Linked DNA regions of Mus musculus: region 1 is linked to region 2. Evidence: chromatin contacts called from public promoter capture Hi-C data. All regions are on one chromosome and are shown on one strand. Each heading gives the region's core, a stretch centred on a gene start, on an enhancer-like site or on the middle of the called end of the contact. The rest is flanking DNA. Distances are from core to core; before and after follow the strand shown.

Region 1 (2,821 bases), core at 259-2,758, 4.7 Mb after region 2:
TACTTTTCTAGATTCTCATATCCAGCCTGAGTTCCAGGACAACCAGCATTATATAGTGATAGATACCTTGTTCCAAAAAAAACAAAACAAACAAACAAACAAAACAAAACAAAAAAATCACAAGCTGACAAGTGGCTACTTACAGACACGAACATTAAATAAAGCCTAGAATTCAGAACTTTCTATTTTAGAGCCTAACCTCTCTTCCCTGACTTATTTTTATCTCTTTCCCCAGATATACCCTGTTTTTATAAAATGTTTTTTTTGTTTGTTTTTTTGGACAGGATCTCACTACGGCTGGCTTGGAACTATGTAAACCAGGCTGGTCTAAAACTTACAGAGATTGCCTGCCTCTGGCTCCCGAGCACTGGGATTAAAAGCTTATACACCACGCCAGAGGCACATAATGTTCTTGGTTCTATGCCTTTGCTCATGAGCTTCCTGGCAGTTCAATTATAACTCCTTCCACAACTCTAGTAAATTCACTTAATCAAGTGTATTCTGCATGTAAAATTCATCTTAAATACTATTTCTTCCATCTCTTTCTTGAGTTTTTCCATTCAAGACGATCTAGAAAGCCAATTGTAGTGGCATCTGTCATTAAAAGCTAGCACTGGGAAGATCACCCAACATTGAGGGCAGCCTAGGGTACAGAGTTGAATTCCAGGCAAGCCCGGAACAGAGCAAGGTCTTGTCTCAAATAAACAACAGAAAAACCATAAACTGATTGTGTACTTGTACTCCCAACACTCAGAAGACCGAGACAAGAGTATAATGCCAAGAGTTTGAGACCAGTCTGGTACATATAGTGAACTGCAAGCCCACGTGGGCTGCAGAGTAAGATTCCCGAATCAAAAAACAAAAACGAATAATTAAAAAAATTTAAAAGCTTTTTTTCCCCCCTCACTGATAAATGCCTGTATTTGCAGTTTTACTATGATAACCTATCTTCCAGGCAGACAGAAGCCATCTTAATCCTACCTTGCAAGGCAGGAATGCCTCTATTTATATAAAAGGTGATGGGTTTCTGTTTTGTAGGTGTAAGAGATCGAATTGAGGGCACAGGCGTGCTAAGCAAACACTCTACATATTGGCCACAACCCCGTCCCTAAAAAGTCGTATTTACCCGCATAACCACTTTCTGAAGTATTTTTATTATCCCTTATTTTTCAAACGAGGAAATCGAAGCTTAAGCAAGTGGGAGGAAGACGGAGACGGAACTCCGTCCATCTCAGGACGTCTGGATCCTGTTCTCTGGCAAGTTCATACAGTTCTTGAGCAGATCTTTGCTCAGTCATTCTTAAAGCTCTCCGCGTCCCGGAAACTTCTCTTTTTACAGACAATCTTTCCTTGACTGGCCCTAGGTTTAGTCTCCTGTAGCTCCCTTCCGCACTGATTACTAAGGCTTTTATCCCACCATATTTACTCCCCAAAAAACTTTCACCCTTTCCCTGAAATCCACACTCACCAAGTGCTAACCCCTGGCGTCCAACAACGCAACCGAAAAACAACTCAAATCAGCGAGCATCTACAAAATCCTACCAATCGCTCACGAGCTCAGGCGGCCTTTTAGGTTGCACACCAATAGGACGGTTGTTCACCCAGCAGTACTTCCCATCTTGCCTTGCGCCTCACCGGCAGAGGTTCCTGGGAAGTGTAGTTTCTCTTCTGCACACAGCATTGCGCAAAGACAGAATGCGTGTGGAGGGGGGAGGTAAGTATCCCTTGGCTGTTAGAACTCGTTTTGACAACTCAGTCTAAACTCACTTAACTATTTTCCTTTAATGAAACCTGTTGCATAAATGACATACATAATCACGAGAACTCCTCGGAGAGTTTAGTACACATTATCATTTGTTTCGAGTGAGCCTTTAGTTTGTTTCAAGTGAGCCTAAGAAACGTTCTACAAATCCTACGGAGTTGTAAAAGCCTGTAATCCCAATTCCTGAGAAGGGACATAAAAAGGATCAGGAGTTTGAGGGGAGGGGAGGGGAGGGGAGGGGAGGGGAGGGGAGGGGAGGGGAGGGGAGGGGAGGAGAGGAGAGGAGAGGAGAGGAGGAGACAGAGTTTTCTATGCCTTAGCTTAGATGTAATTAAAGAGGGATGGTTGTGAGCCACCATATGGGTGTGAGGAACCAAACCAGGACTCACTATGTATCCAGTTTAGCTTGGATCTTGCTGTGTAGAAGCCTCAGAGATCCTCCTGCATCTACCCTCAAATTCTGGGACTCAGGCATAAGCCCAGTGTATGGGAGGCAGGGGCAGCCAGCTGGGTCTACACAGCAAGTTCTAGGGCAGAACTACACCCTTAAACAAACAACAAACAAAACAAACACACAGAGAGGTATTATAGCTCATCACCTCTGACTCCAAACACATTTTAATGGCTCTTTGCTTGTTTGCTCAGTCATTGGATTCACCCTGCGACTGAACTAAGGCTTCAGGAATCATGGTCCTGCCGGGCGTGGTGGCACATGCCTTTAATCCCAGCACTCGGGAGGCAGAGGCAGGCCTCAGATTTCTGAGTTCGAGGCCAGCCTGGTCTACAAAGTGAGTTCCAGGATAGCCAGGGCTATACAGAGAAACCCTGTCTCAACAAAACAAAACAAAACAAAACAAAACAAAACAAAACAAAACCAAAAAAGGAATCATGGTTACTTAATGGTAAACAAGTATTCTACCACTGAACTATACTTCTCACCCAAGCCTGACTCCAAGAATTTCCCAGGGACTAACCAAAATAGAATAACAAAGAAGGAAAAACTATAAACTTTCTCTTTATCCTTTCCTATGACATGAATAGGAAAACCAATGATATTTG
Region 2 (2,992 bases), core at 150-2,649:
GCTGCTCCCCCAAATCATCCCAACTCCCGCAGGCTATGCCTCTGAGCCTTGGTGCCAGCTGTTCCCTCCGCCGACAATGTCCTCCCCTCTGCCTCACCTGGCGGAACAGTCCTTCAAACTCCGCGCAGAAGCAAGCAAGGAACCTCAGGGCTTCTCGACTCTGCACCTAACTGTTCTAAATCCCAAGAACACTTGGGAAAACAAGCCTTATCACCTCCGGTTGTTTTCACGCCCCAGGAGCTGAGTCTCCAACGACCCCACAGGACGCATTGCAGGCATTCAGACGTGCCCTGAATTCATTCCCCACTTCTATACACAGACCTGGCCCATTCCCCAGGACCCAGTTACGTCTCAACCGGGAAAGAAGAGATTCGACTGTCCCTCCTAACAAAGAATGAAAACCAGAGGCACACCCTGGGCCCTGGAGAGAGAACAATGAATGAACACGGTCACCTCGTTTGTGTCCCAACTCTGCATCCATGCACCGGCTCTGCAAAAGCCTGGGAGGTTGTCGCTTCACACAAAAGGCAGCCTGGCTCCCGATCGCGAGCATCCCGGGCCACCCATTTGGAAGCCCCAGGCGAGGTCGCAAGCCTTTGAGGCGGGACCCTGACCGGTTTCTCTCGCTGCCTTCCCCGATTCCTCTTGTCTTCCCTAAAAGGGTGTCACTTAAGCGAAGCAGCCCGAGAGGAGGTGCAAGGCCGGGCTCCCCCCACTTCTGCAGCCCGAGAGAAAAAAGAACGAGCCCATCCCAGTGACAACACAGTCACTGGGCAGCTCTGGGAGGATTTTTTTTCCCCCATTGCCAAAATATGAGGAATGCTCGCTGGGCACCGGAGTGGCGCTGGCACGTTTCCGAGAAACACTGGGAAATCTGAGCAGGGGTGTGGAAACTGGCTCGCCGGCCATGACACCCGGCCCGCGCCCGGCCCGCCACCAGGATGACAGCGGCCTGGCCGACCCTGCGCCCCACGGTCGCACCGTCAGCCCTGTGGCCTACCTGAGGGAGCCGGGCAGTGCCGGGTCCCGTCGTGCAGCGGCAGCGGTGGTTGAGAGAACGCGTTGGTTGCGGTCACATTCGGCGTGTCCCCAGCCCGGGGGACGGGGCCCCGGGGAGGCCCCGCATCGCTGCACTAGCGCCCCGCGCCTCAGGGCACGCGCCCCAAAGCTCGGCCAGCTGGCCCGTCCGAGGGCCTGCGGAGAACAACAGAGAAGCCTTCCCGCCTCAAGTCCGCTCGGCTCTAACTCCCGCCATCCAAGATGGCGGCACCAGCACCCGCGAAGAAGACGCTCTCAGGCTATCCCGGGCGAGCTAGCCCTGCGCTCGACACTCGTCTCCACGACCTGCGGCGCCGCCGGGCTCACTGCCTCTGCGCGAGCTCCTGGGCTCGGCAGTCCGCTTAAAACTCGGCTCGGGGATCTATCGCTCGAGCCTGGAATGTGGCCCCGCCTCCGGGGGCGTGGCCTCGCGGTCCTGCGGCCGCCATTTCGGGGTTGACTCCGTGGTAGCAGAGTGACTGTTTCTGGTTGGAGGCCAGTGGTATTGGGCTGCAGCCGCGGTCCGGCCACCCGCGAGGCCCTCAGCGGGCCAGACGCGCCTGGTGACACACGGCACAGGGCTCCAGCTCTGGTGCTTCCTCTCCGAAGTTGACATCCGTGGAGAATGGCGGCCTAGGGGTTTTGTGGGAAAGCCCTCATGCTATGTGAAACCTCAGGTTCCTCATTTGTAGATGGAGTGTTCGCTGTAGTACACCAAGTTGACCAAAAACTAAAAGTATGGTGTTGCACACCTGTAATGCCAGCGCTTGGAAAGTGAGGGCAAGAGGGTCGGGAGTTCACGGTCATATGAGCTGCATGAGACCCTGTCTCAAAAAAGAAAAAAAAATTAAAATTGATGCGACAATATGGCCCACCGTAAACTGAAGCCTGTTGTGCGTCTTCGTACAGCCCCCGTGGAATAGACACCTGGAGGGCAATGTGTATTGTCAATTGTGCTTTTTTTTTTTTTTCCCCTCTTTGAAATAGGTTCTCAATTTTATTTATTTATTGTGGTTTTTCGAGACAGGGTTTCTTTGTCTAACAGCCCTGTCTGTCCTGGAACTCACTTTGTAAACCAGGCTGGCCTCGAGCTCAAAGAGATCGCTCTGCCTCTGCCTCTTGAGTGCTGGGATTAAAAGCATGTGCCAGATTCCCTCTTAATTTGAGGCTGGCCTCAGACTCTGGTTCTCCTACCTCTGTGTAAGTATTTTCCAAGTAGCCATTTGGGGACCCGCAAGGTGACTCAGAGAGTAAAAAGTGTGCAGAGTAAAACCTGATGGAAGAGAGAACAGGCTCCTGAAAGTTATCCTCTGACCTCCATTCGAACCCGGTGCTACGTGCGCAACCTGCAACCGCATTTACAAATACACAGACAAGTTTTTTTTTGTTTTTTTTAAGTAACCATTTATAAGTAAACATCTTTTGGCATTTAGTGCGTTCACAGTATTGTGTAACCACAACTTTGGTTCCAAAACATTTCCATTACTCTGAAATAAAATTACCCACTAAGCAGTTTAGTTTCTCACTAGCTCCCACCCAGAGCAACCACCAATACTCATTTTGCTACTACAGACCTGACTTCTAGATTATCTTGTGTGCGTGGATACTTATAAAGTATGGGGCCCTTTATGATTTAAGTCTTTTCACTTAGCCTGTTTCCGAGTTCATCTGTAACACATGTGTGCTAATACTTCACTCCTCTTTAGAGCTAAACTATTTCATCAGAAGTTTACACCAGATTTTCTGTCTAGGATAACCATGGAAATTTAGGTTCTTTCCATCTTTTGGCTTTTGTATTGGTTACTTTTCTGGTTTCTGTGACAAGATAATGGACAAATGCAGGGTTAAAAAAAAGGGGGGGGGAGGTAGGCCCAAAGGGGAATGGCTAACCACTGGGTAGTGGTTAGGGCACCAGCTGCTCTTGCAGAGGACTTAGGTTCAATTCTCAACACCC

The links. Promoter capture Hi-C pulls out the DNA fragments that hold promoters and counts their contacts.
Region 1: a promoter capture Hi-C map of cranial neural crest shows a contact between it and region 2. The contact joins the promoter of Ccdc77 here to the promoter of Raf1 in region 2.

Annotation. Positions count from the first base shown.
Region 1 is chr6:120,355,859-120,358,679 of GRCm38.p6, forward strand. It overlaps Ccdc77 (coiled-coil domain containing 77), which reads right to left and starts at 1,509. Exons shown (of 12, transcript NM_001381936.1): 1 at 1,469-1,509.
Region 2 is chr6:115,675,236-115,678,227 of GRCm38.p6, forward strand. It overlaps Raf1 (v-raf-leukemia viral oncogene 1), which reads right to left and starts at 1,400. Exons shown (of 17, transcript NM_029780.4): 1 at 1,001-1,400. It overlaps D830050J10Rik (RIKEN cDNA D830050J10 gene), which reads left to right and starts at 733. Exons shown (of 1, transcript NR_152134.1): 1 at 733-2,992.